Linked DNA regions of Mus musculus: region 1 is linked to region 2. The links are chromatin contacts, called in public ChIA-PET maps. All regions are on one chromosome and are shown on one strand. The core of a region is the stretch at or near the end of the contact, and the rest is flanking DNA. Distances in the headings are between cores, read along the strand shown.

The links. ChIA-PET counts read pairs in DNA pulled down with a chosen protein or histone mark.
Region 1: an RNA polymerase II ChIA-PET map of memory CD8 T cells shows a contact between it and region 2, with 6 read pairs. The contact joins the promoter of Sergef here to the enhancer-like site in region 2. A contact is called at or near these places in 5 of 39 promoter capture datasets (cranial neural crest, embryonic stem cells, maxillary cranial neural crest and 2 more), 2 of 115 datasets of contacts at active chromatin or transcription factors (the SCID.adh cell line and memory CD8 T cells) and 2 of 9 other capture datasets (liver and pancreatic islet).

Annotation. Positions count from the first base shown.
Region 1 is chr7:46,636,739-46,643,180 of GRCm38.p6, forward strand. It overlaps Sergef (secretion regulating guanine nucleotide exchange factor), which reads right to left and starts at 3,069. Exons shown (of 11, transcript NM_013789.2): 1 at 2,975-3,069. The coding sequence starts at 3,034.
Region 2 is chr7:46,584,750-46,590,524 of GRCm38.p6, forward strand. The region is part of intron 9 of Sergef (secretion regulating guanine nucleotide exchange factor); the gene reads right to left. Among named protein-coding and RNA genes, the nearest start is that of Sergef, 52 kb to the right of the region's middle. Within about 2 kb of position 2,247, at least 56 of the 459 cell types and tissues checked have an H3K27ac peak or open chromatin away from gene starts, as enhancers often do. A contact at or near this core is called in the SCID.adh cell line and memory CD8 T cells, where this site is marked.

The DNA of each region.
Region 1 (6,442 bases), core at 1,819-4,318, 53 kb after region 2:
CTGAAAGAGCCTAACGCCCACCCAAAAGGATTCTTATCTCTTCAAGTATCTACTCCCAAGCTGGTTCTTTTGGAGGTGAGTGGTAGAACCATTTAATACCGGGTTTTTTTGTTTGTTTGTTTGTTTGTTTGTTTTGAGGGCACATAAATAGGAACACTTGGTTTAAAACAACTACCAAAATATGAATACAAAACACACACTTATGGAAACCATCCCACCTCTTGGGTGCTTCCAGCCACCTTGAGCTGCAGGACCCCAAGATGAAGAATGAGACTTGTGGGGAGCACAGGCTAAGAGGGTCTTTTGAACAATACAGTTCTAACAAGTGCATCTCTGCACACAGGACGGCCACCTTGAAGCCTCACAGCTAGGAGCATTCGCATCCATTGTACAGATGAGGAAACTGAGGCCTGGAGGCTCAAGTGATGATCCAGTTACACAATTGGATGAGTGAGTTAGAAATCCATTTCTTCCATTAGTTCTTACTGTATCCATAAGAAAACAGGTATGTATAGGGAACCAGCCCAGAGATTAAGTCACATGACTCTAGACCAGCAGTTTTCAAAATGTGGGTTGTGGACGCTTTGGCAAACCTCTACCTCCAAAAATAGTACATTACAGTTCATAACTGTAGCAAAATTACAGTTACGAGGAAGCAATAAAAACAATTTTATGGTTGGGGGTCACCAGGGTCACAGCATCAGGAAGGTTGAGAATCCCAGCTCTTGCCTATTGCTCACGTACATTGCCATTGCTTTGTCCCCTTTCTCCTCCTCTTTGTGTCATTCCTTGGCACTAGAGTGCATTGCTGGCTTGACTGAGCTACCTCCTCTCCTAGAAAGTCACCACCATGAAGGCAGGGACTTGGTCTTATAGCTATTCTCCTAACCCTGAAACTGCACTGGCTGGCGGACTGTGGATGTCAGACATAAATCTCTCCACCCTGGAATGCAACACTGTTTAAGTGCACTGTCAAATAACACTGTTACAAACAACACTGTTGCACAGAGTGAAGCAGAGAGTATATCCTGGGGTTTCTGTCTTCTCTAGCTACCCCATTACCAGGCTTTCAGGCTGCTGAACATCTAAGAGAGAAGCCAGGCTAGAGCAATCCGGGGTTCATGCTTTGTATCAACTTCTGTGGTGCAATAAGGGCCCTAAACCCAGGATAAAGCTAGGTAAAGAAAAATTTAATATACCCTATGACAACTGTGTATACCTTCCTTCTTTACAAAGGGTCCAGACACAGCGTGTGCATACACACACACACATACACACAAAACACAAAACCACTTGGAACAAGATGAATTGTGTTCCTTCAAAATGCCTATGTCAAAGCCCTAACCTCTGACATACCAGAATATGACTGTATTTGGAGACACACCTTTAAAAAGGTAATTAAAGTTAAATGATGAGACAGACCATAATCCAGTCTGTCTAGTCTCTTCCCAAGACACCAAGGATGCCCATGCACAAAGAAACAGCCACCTGAGGCCCCAGAGAAACCAAAAGTGCCCACACCTTAATCTCGGACTTGCAACTTCCAACACAGAGAAAATAAATGTCTATTGTCTAAGAACCCAGCCTGTGGTGTTTTGTCACGGCAGCGGCAGCGGCAGCGGAGGCCAACTAATACATGCTCCCTGATTACGCAGCAGGAGGAATACCCCAGCAGGCCTCCAAACACACTAGGTTCAGCCCTGGTTCTGTCTCTGTCCATTCAAGGCCACAGCTGAAAGGCTTTTCCTATCAGGTGTTTTTCCTCTGTCCAAAAAGACAGCAGTCTCCAGGCTGGAAAATGACAGCAACACATTCAGTTACTAACGCCCACCCCCACCCCACCCCCCAACCCCCACCTCCCACCCCCCCTGCCAAGCCTCGTTCAAGTGCTACTTCAAGGAGTTGAGCCAGCCAGCCAGGCCAAGCCATGCTCTCCTTTCTGACAGCCTTACACTCAACAAGTGAAAGGTATATAGATAAATTCTAATTTTGGCAAAAAACATAGCTGTTATGGCTTCCTCTATCACAAGAACTGGGAATAGCTATGTATTTCCCAAACATTAACAGATGGCTGTGCACACAAGTACTCATTCATTCGTTTCATTCGCTCGTTCATTCATTCATTCATTCATTCATTCTTTAGTCAACAAATATTTCCCTGGGGTCTACAAGATGCCAGGCACCAAGAGAGACAATGTGAACACCACTGGCTCAGTACTCGCTCTCAAGAACACCTCCGCTGTAGTCAAGGAGACTGCCGTTAACAAATCATGCATTCCATTACAATTTTGGTATTTAATACTAAGAACAGCAACACCCGACATATGCATGCTGTCACGCATGTCCCCCACACTCGTGGGTATAAAGCCTCCTCTCCAATCACACGGAAGGATGACCATAGGTCAGTCAAAGTGCAGTGTCAAACCTGCCCAGCCCAGACTTCCACACCCCCAGAAGAGAAAAGATTTGGTCACAGCCGAGTAACAGCAAATACGCAGGGTCTGTGCCTTGCGCGGCCATACTCCACAGGCCTCACATCCACAGGACGCTCCCCAGGGTGATGGCGCTGGAAAGAAGCCTTCCATCCTCCAAGCAAAAGGCAGGTTCGATGACACAGGTGGCCCCAGGAGCTCTGGGACCGAGATCTCTCTGCCAAGCCTCCACGCTGTCTTTCTAGGCAGTCTGGCGGCCGAGCGCTTTCCCAGAATGGATGCTTTGCTCTGGATGCAGGGTCCTCCCGAAGTGCTTCAGTCCCTCGGGTCCTCATCCCACAGCTAGCAGTAGGCCCCTCAGGCACTGCGGGGAGACCCTCCCTCCGCACCCTCTCCTCCTTGCTGCAACCCAGGATCCTCCAATCCAGGACCCTAGCTCGGGCCGCCGCCTCCCAGCTCCCTGCCACCCACGCAGACGCCGGGAGCTCCCGGGTCTCCTCGCCCCTTCGTCTCTGCCCTAGCCCGGGGGCGGAGCCACGTACCCAGGCGAAGAGCACAGCAGCGGCAGAGACAGTCTCGGAGGCGCAGGACTCCCGCGCCATGCACACGCTCAGCCGGCGCTTCCGGGAGGGCTGACGCGGGGCGGGGCCTCGGAGGCCAGGGGCAGGGCGAGTCCGGGAGCTGGGCGCGGTCAGCGGGATGGAGGCGGGGTAAAATTAGGGATTAGGAGGGGCTAATGGGACTGGAGCAAGACGTAGCTAGGTATGGTCCTGCCCTAGAGCGCCGGGACTCAACCAAAGCACTGTCAGCAGGCACCTCGCGGCCGCCAGGGAACACACCCGGAGGTGCCTTACTACACCCACACTCGTAATTCTGCACCATGTTCAGTAATCTGGAAAACTCGCCACCTGTCCCACGCTGCCCAGAGCAGATGACCTGACAGGGGTGCAACAGCACGGTGGGAAGGGACCTGAACTGAAGATGGCAAGAGTCCAGTCCTGAGTCTTCACGAAGCTACCTTGGCCCGCTTCGCTGTGCGTTTGGGAACCCGAGAGTCTTGGGGAGCCGTGTTAGCCTTCCACAGCGGAAACCCACTACTGGTGACACAACTGGGGCTGGCTATTGTCTGATGTGCCCCTGCGTTCTCCCTACTCTCCGCGGCCCCGCACCATCTGCCCTAATTCTAATCACGAGCATAGATAATTCTCATCCAAGATAGATTTTCATACAATACAGCTTTCTATCAACGTTGTCGTGATGTTGGTGAGAGTTTAGTAATACAGTGTACCAGTGCACACTGGGGGAAATGGAATTTGGAATCTGGAATCTGGAAGGAGGACAAAAAGATCATGTCCCATTTAAGGCGATGATCTGCATTCGTAGCTCTGGCCCCTGTACAGACAGGTCTCAAGGCCTCGCCTTCCTTTTCTTCCTAGACCCTCACATTGGAAAATGTGTCAGGGAAGCTTCTGTCTAGGTCTCACCTGTTCATGCTACTGACATGTTACTGTCTGCTGTGTCTTGTGAGGGAAGCCACCCTTGGTCTTTCCTCCTCCACACTGTGGTTTCTTGAAAAGTTTGGTGGTGGTGCTTAGAAAGATCCAGACAAGCCAGGCAAAGCTGCTCTTACTCCAGAAAGAGAAAATAGAAGCCGTGAGAGATTCCATGTGCTGTTCACCGGTTTGCTGTTGCCATTTTGATCACTTCTTTCCAGCCTGTTCTAATAGGAAGTCACAACAGGGTATAATAGAAAGGTGTCTTACCAGCAGTTCCGGAAGCAAGAAATGCCAGTAACTTGCACATTGCACGGTAAGGTGGACTTGTGCGGGTCTTGTGCATGCTGTCAACAGTCTCTGGTTTTACAGACAAAATCCCAGCACTGAAGAAGAGAAGTGGGCACAAAGGCCCCTCCCTGACGAAGAAGCTATTTGCAATCAATACTTCATGAGAAAGAGAAAACCAGTTGTCTCCAATGGGACGATTGGGCATATCAGTCACCCTCCTGGGTAGGTCCCATGCTCAGGAGTAGCTGACCAACATAAAACAGACTCCATGTTTCATGTGTGGTTTTGGTTGTCCTTGTTATGGTTTGGTGAGTGTGATGGTTTACATATGCTTGGCCCAGGGAGTGGCACTATTTGGAGGTGTGGCCTTGTTAGAGTAGGTGTGTCGCTGTGGACGTGGGCTTTAAGACCCTCCTCCTAGCTGCCTGGAAGTCAGTCTTCCACTAGCAGCCTTCAGATGAAGATGAAGAACTCTCAGCATCTCCTGCACCATGCCTGCCTAGGTGCTGCCCTGCTCCCACCTTGCTGATAATGGACTGAACCTCTGAACCTGTAAGCCAGCCCTGATTAAATGTTATGCTTATAAGAGTTGCCTTGGTCATGGTGCCTCTTCACAGCAGCAAAACCCTAACTAAGACAGTAAGTTTTGTCTTTTTGGGTTTTGTTTCAATTTTTCCTGTTGGAGGTGTTGAAAGAGAACATGAGGAAGGACCTGGGAGGACTTGGGGGAGGGGAAAGAATATAATAAAACTATATTGTATAATTTTAATAATGTTTAAATATAATAAAAGTAAAATAAGGTAGGAGAAACCAAACCAGAGCTTAAAGTGCAGGTATCCAGAAATCTGGATGGATTCCTGCCTAAAAGATGAGAGAGGCTGAAACGGATCCTGATAGGATAGTTATGTGATCACTGCTCTATCAGTGTGACAGTGTGATGTGACTCCCACCCATCTCAAGTCCAAGGAAAGATGAAGCAGAAGGACCAAGACATCATTCAAATTGGAGGATTTCTCATGATGAGAAATATGATAGCCAGCCACCAGACAGGGCTGAGAGCTGGTCAGAGCCAGAGACTATGGGAGTTCTGTCAAAGTCACCATAAGCAAATTGGCAGAGTCTTAGAGAATCTATAGGGATCAAATGACACCCATGGAACAGTTGGCCACCAGATTCCCAGAGACTGATGGAGATGAAGTCCATAGCCCAGGCAGAGGAAGACACCATTATCAAGAGATGCTGAGGCCTTGTAAACCACCCAAAAGAGCGTGAACTGATACTAACTCTGACAAGAGCAGGAAGGGCTGGCGCCAACTCACGACACGCAGTCTAACAAGAAACTTTCCTGTTTCCTCCGGCTCCCTGCTACCTGCCACCTCAGGTCCTCACAGACACCAAGTACCACAATTCCACTCATCTCCCAGTTAGTGGGAGAGGGGTGTGAGGAAATAAAGAAACTACTGAGCACTCGTCTTGGTCCTAGAGGAGAAAGATGGCCCTGCTCTTAAAGTTTGAGGTGTTCATTACTTAGTACAGAACTTCCTTTTGTGGTACTTCCCATAGAATCCAAGGCATTATCCAGGAGAGAATTCTAGCACTAAACTACATCCCTAGCCCAGGTGGGACCTTTAAAATGCTGACATGAGACAGGGGTAGGTTTCCTGAGGTTTCACTGAAGGTGCAAAGACGAGCCACTTACAGAACCAGTTTTATTTATTAGAATTTGGGAGGTGGGGTGGTTTGAACACTTGGTCCCCACTTGATGGCACCGTTGGGGGAGGCCACAGAGTCGAGAGAACCAAGGTGCAGCCTCCAAAGCCAGGCTCTGCTTTCGACAGAAAGATTACCAAGCCGCGGATCAATTCTCTCAACTAGAAAAGGTGTCAAAAAATTGTTTTTAATTCTAACTTTTTACTGTTTCTTTGTGAATTTCACATTATGCTCCCCAATCCCACTCAATCTCCCCACCCCTCTGTATCTTCCCTCTGCCCTTGCAACCTCCCCCCAAAAGGAAATAAAATACAAAAATACAAAAATAAACAAAACAAAGCATAGAACACATTCTCGTCATGAAAGCTGTAGTGTGTCCCACTGTACACCCTTTGACCATGCATCTTTACTTGCAAATGTTCATTGCGGTGAGTCATTGGTCTGGTCTGAGGCCTCTGGCTTCTGCTACACGATCAATGCTGGATCCTCAATAGGATTCCCCTCAGATATTCTGTG
Region 2 (5,775 bases), core at 997-3,496:
TCCTACTCTTGTTGGCACACATCTACCAACTACATACATTGCTCCCATACTAGCCCTAACTGGACAAAGATAAACAAGACCATGCCTTTCATCAAAGAACTCTGAGTTCAGCTTAAGGATAGACATGCTAATTACTATGTCATTAGTAAATACTACACAGCAGAACCAGCATCAACTTCATCCTTTAGTTGTGATTCTTGGGGCCTTGAATTGTACCAGACCCAGCAGGATATGATCAACATTGTTGGAATAAACAAATAAAACAAACCATACAGCAGGATCTCAAAGGATACAGTTTGCCAGAGGCACTCTCTTCTCTACCTCAAAGCGTCTGACTTCATATCCCCCTTTGTTCTACTGCTAGGCTGAAAGAACATCTCTCCCCCTTCCAGGAACTAACCCTTTCACAGTGATCTTCAGGCTCATATCCATGGCAGCTGGGCTTCAACTCCTCCTCCCTCATATACCTCTGTCCCTCTGCTACTTCATCTCCTGCAAGGGGCACAGCCATCTTCACCCTCCACCACCATCACCCACCAGCAACTCCTTTATCTCCACCATCACTAAATCCAGTGGCCTTTTCCTCTTACCCAGCCTCCCTGACCTCCCCAGCCTCCTGGACACTGCCATGACACTTTCCCCTCTCCTGTCAATATTCAGTCTGCCTGGCTGCTGTTCTTCCTCTGCTTGCCTCAGAAATGCAAGGCCTTGCCAAGATTTCCCTGCTACTTACATTAGCTCCCTAGAGAACTAATTTAACGTCAAGACTTCCAATTCAGGAAGCCTTTCCAGGCACCAACCCTATTCCAACCCTGCAGCATCCAACAAAACCACAGGGACTGAAATGTCAGGAAAGAAAAGGTCCCCATGGGCATAGGGTAGGACAAACATATTTTCATCCTCAGACTCTCCATAGCTTCTATCACAGTGTGCCTGTCCTGCTTGACCCTGCTGTTCACTCACAGGCTCCCCACCTGCTAATGCGGCAGTCAGAGACAGGCATGCCTAAGCATCCATTAGGTGAATGGATGCGAGTTCTTGACGAATTATGAAGTGTAACAGATTATGAGCATCTTCATCAGAAGCCCCAGCTGTGACTTGTGCACAGCACAGGACAAAACCCCTGGGTGCTGGCTCTGCAGGCCACTGGGTGACCGAGAACCTGCAGATATGGGAATGCCCTTCCTAACTTCCTGGGGTTAAAGAGCACAGTCTAGAGGAAAGGAGGGGCAATGAGGGATACACACCCCTAAAATTCTTTCTTCCATTCATTTCTCCTCTCTTCCATCAGTGAACACCCACTGCTCTAGTTAGCTTTAACTGCCAGCCTGACACCACTTAGAGTCAGGAGAGGTGAGAACCTTGAATAAGGAACTGCCTGAATCAGACTGGCCAGTGGGCATGTCTGTGAGGGATTGCCTTGATGGAGAAGGGCCCAGTCCCCTGGAGGCAGCACTGGCAGCATGGCATAGGCAGGTGGTCCCACACTGTGTGTGTGTAGAAGTAAGCTGAGCATGAACCCACATGAATCAACAGGGATCCGGCCTCCGTGGTTTCTGTTGTACCTTCCTGGTGAGGAATTCCCTGGTAAAGAATAATATTGCAGAACAGCAAACATTCCTGCCTTACTTCCTTTAGTGAGAGATGATGACCTGGAAGTATAAGGTAAAATAACCCGTTCCTCCGGCCATGCCCACCCCCAAGTTGCTTTTGGTTTGAGTGTTTTACCACAGCAACAGACAGGAAACTAGGATACCCACTAAGCACCTCTGAGGTAGCAGGGACTATTCTATCGACCAAGACTGAAACTTCCTTTTACTTATTTATTTACATTCCAAATGTGGCTCCCCTTCCCAGTCTCTCGTTCCCTGAGTCCCTCCTGCTCGCTCCCATCCCCTTCTCTTCTAAGAAGATACGCTTCCACCCTGGAATATCAAGTCTCTTCCAGATTTAGGTGCATCCTCTCCCCCTGAGGCCAGACAGGACAGCCATGGACACTGAGCTACCTGTCATGTGCTGGCGGGCCTCGTGCCAGCCCCTGTATGCTCTTTGGCTGATGGCTCAGAGACTGCAACTTTCAACATGAAAGACAAGGCCTTTGCTTGCCTAGACCCCACATTCTAGTGAAAAGAACACGGTGCTGAGGAAAACAAAAGGAGGTGCTTCATCGGGGCACCCCCAGCATGGCTCTGCTGTCTGGTGGCTTTCTCTCCCGTGTGTTCTCACAGGCAGGTCCACTGCTGTGCAGTTTGCACTAGCTCCCCCTGCTATGGTACAGCGCCCACGTGCTAGCTTCTAACCACAACAGACCATGCTTAGGGTGGTTGGTATGGCTTCAAGGAGGACTCTGTGCTGTGCTCTGGGAAAGACTTAGGGCTGCTGGGTCCCCAGAGTCTAAGACCTCAGGCTCCTCTGGCAACAAGCACTGATGCTTAGGGGTTCCTGCCAGAGAGTCACTTGGCCGTGCTTTTTTCGGGTTGTGTTCAATTCTATCAGAGCCCTCCGGACTCAGCTGATTGCTGGTGGTAGATTTCTGCGTTATTTAGGGCACCAAAGTCCCACAGTCTTGACACAAACTTAAAATTAGAAAAGCATTAAATATAGGAAAGAAGGAAGGTCATTCAGGAAAGGCAGCCTTTGGGGAGAGCTGCAGGACAAAGACACCCTGGAAACTTCCAGGTTCATTAATGGGTTTTACACAGCATTCAAGTGGTGTTTCTCCTTCAGAAATAACACGGTGGAAAGCGTAGGGGACAGGCTCAATCCTCAGCTAACGCGGCCGAGTGAGTGACTCGGCAAACTAAAAATAGCTCCTTTCCCACACGTTCTGACGGATCTCACTTCGACCCTGTGCACGGGTTGATCCTTGCAGCTTCTGCCCTGCAGAAAAAATGAGGGCTGGCGACCCTTGAGCTTCACAGTGACCCCATCTCAGACCCAAGTCTTGTTTAATTCCACGGTTCCTGCTCCCACCGCTGGGTGTGCACACACGTGCAAGTGTGCGCTGAGAGTCGGTGCTCCTCAACCAAACGTGGGCAGAATTTAAACCAGGAACATGACTCAGGGATGTGACTGCAGGCTGAGCCCAGGCAAGCCCCCAGAAACACTGACAATCAGGCCATGTGTCCTGGCTCTTCTCCTGCCTCCTAGCAGGCCTCTTTGGGTCCCGGTGTTCTTAATTATAAATGGAAATAATCATTGCTCTTGAGGCCTGTTTCACGGCACCATACTAGGATCAAAGGAGACAACGTATGAACGTGCTTTGTGTTTGCTGCTGTGGGAACGGGACAGGCCAGACAGGCAGCCACACTGGGGCGCTAGGCTCAGGCACAGAAAGACTCAAGCCCTGTGGCCGACCTCATGCTCATCTTGGCATGCCATATCCTTGCTATACACCAACCCGGTTTTAAGAGCCTGGGTCAAACAACAGTTCCTTTTTGCTGGTGTCCTCGGAATTATCATCTGGTCTTCACCACTTCCTGTATCCATTTCTACCTCACTTCTCACTTCTCAGCCCGGAGTGCCATGTTTACTGGGGTACTAGAAGCTCTTTGAACACCAATGCTTATGCAGTTGACAAGGGAAAGGACAAGACATCCAAGTTCCTTTTTTTTTTTTTTTTGCTATAGGAGACCACTACCCAGCAGCTGAGCTTGTAACTTAGCTTAGTCAGGGAGTGGAGATGTGTGCCTGCTTGGTTCCCTGTGTTGTTCCCAGGCTATCCACTTGGCTTCTTCATCTTTGGTTGCTTCTCATCCCTCTTAAGAGCCAAGTCCTATCCATTCTGTTTGTGGGTCTTTACAAGAGTTCTAAACAGTTCCTTATTGTACAGAGTTCAACCCTAGTACTAGCACCCAGTCATGTCATAGCAGGCTCCCGGGGCACATGTGTGTCCTGTCTGTGTCTGCAGCAGTGTGGCATGCTGGGACAACAACAGATCACTGACTGCTTCTTGCATTAGACAATGTAACCAACTGTTACCAAATCCCCACTATCCAAGAGAACCATGCCTGCTCTCTTCACCAGCTCCCCATGTAGCATGCAAAGTCTACCATAGGAATTATGATCCACACCTTGTTGACAGAACCAGACAGGGCAATGGACGAGGCTCCCATGCCTCGGCTACTATGCCATCCAAAGTTTCAAGTGACCCAAGGACAGGAATGCTAAAGACTATGACATTGTTACACAATTGCATCAGGCTCTCTGCAGCTGAACTCACTACACAGAAGAAATTACTACTCCATTCCTTCAATCCTGCATTAGCAGAACCAAACAGAACCAAGATGAATACAGTAGGCATCAAAAAGACACTCATGGCTGCTGCCCTTGAACTCATCACCAAGAGTCTTTTAGTCTGCTTCTAAAAGAAGCAGTTAGACGGGCTCTCGATGCTCAGTTCAACGACAGTGATACAAATAAGTAAGATAAATACACGCACGGTCACATGCATGTCAGAGCACGTGACGGAAGTTGGGGACAGCTTAAGGGAGTCGGGTCTCTCCTTCCACTCTGTTGGTTCCAGGGTTAAAACTCAGGTCAACAGGCTTGGGGGCAGGCCTCTTTACCTGCACAGCCGCCTTGCTGGCTCTCGGCAGTCATTTTACATGCCCATTTTAAGACTAAGAGGAAATGAAACAGCACTCGTGATAAACAAAGGCTGAATCAAATCACAGATACTACCTCTGACCTTTTACAAGCATGGACTCCTGCACATGCAAAAAGAACGTACTTCAGTTGGGGTGGGAGGTTGAGAGCAGGCTTATTATCGCTGCTGTGTGCAGACTGCCTTCGTGACACAGAGGAAGGGCTCCGGAGAATGAGGGCTAGGACATGAAACGGAAATGGAACATCCTATGGACAGGGAAGGAGGTAGCCAGGTGGCCCTGGGGAAGGGAAGCCCTCCAGGTGTGGAGAGGCTTGTAATTAGCCTCTTGCTAATTACAGAAGTCCTATAAGTTTATTAATTTTTTTCTGACAGACTCTGAATGAAGACTGAATTCCTTCACTAAACTAACTCCAGTTCAGAGACATGGCTTCTGATGCCTGTTCTTCTAAAAGCCCTAGCCTTTCTTTAAGAACAAACAAAAGGGCTCAGTGAAGTAAGATTCAGTGACAGGAACATACACCCTGGAGAAATTAAGATTCCTGCCTTAAACGGAGAACTTCAGGCCATTTCAGAGAACCAAAGGGACTTGAATAAGCAAGTGGGACACAATGTTTTCTTCACTGGAAAATATAAACAGATGTGCAGAATACTTAGCTCAGCACTAAACACCTTCTAGGTCGGGTCACAGCCCCCCACCCCATCCCCATGTTATCACCTCATGAGGGCTCCATGCCCCGGCCAATTTAACTGTTAGCAGCCCCCATGCTTTCCTCACATCTCCACCCAGTATGACTCTGTTCAAGTTGTTATGTTCCTTGAAGTCCTCCTGTGTCTTCCAAATGCTTCAGTCCCATCCATCCCTCACGACATACCTCAATGCCATGCCATTCTCAAAACCCAAGCCAATCTTTCCACCAACTGAGTTCAAGCTCTCACTCCTGCCTGGAATACTGGCCTCTGAGCCTCCCTAAGTGAGTTATACAGTCTGCCTTATGCTAATGGACAGGTAGGTAACCAAGAACCAGCTTTTCTATCACAGTAAACCATTAGCTTCTTGTGAACGAGGATCCCTTCAGACTCCTGTATAACATACCATGACTCAGACTGGTATATAGGAAGCCCTCAGGAAAACACTTCACTGTGAGACAGGGAAGACACCACACTGT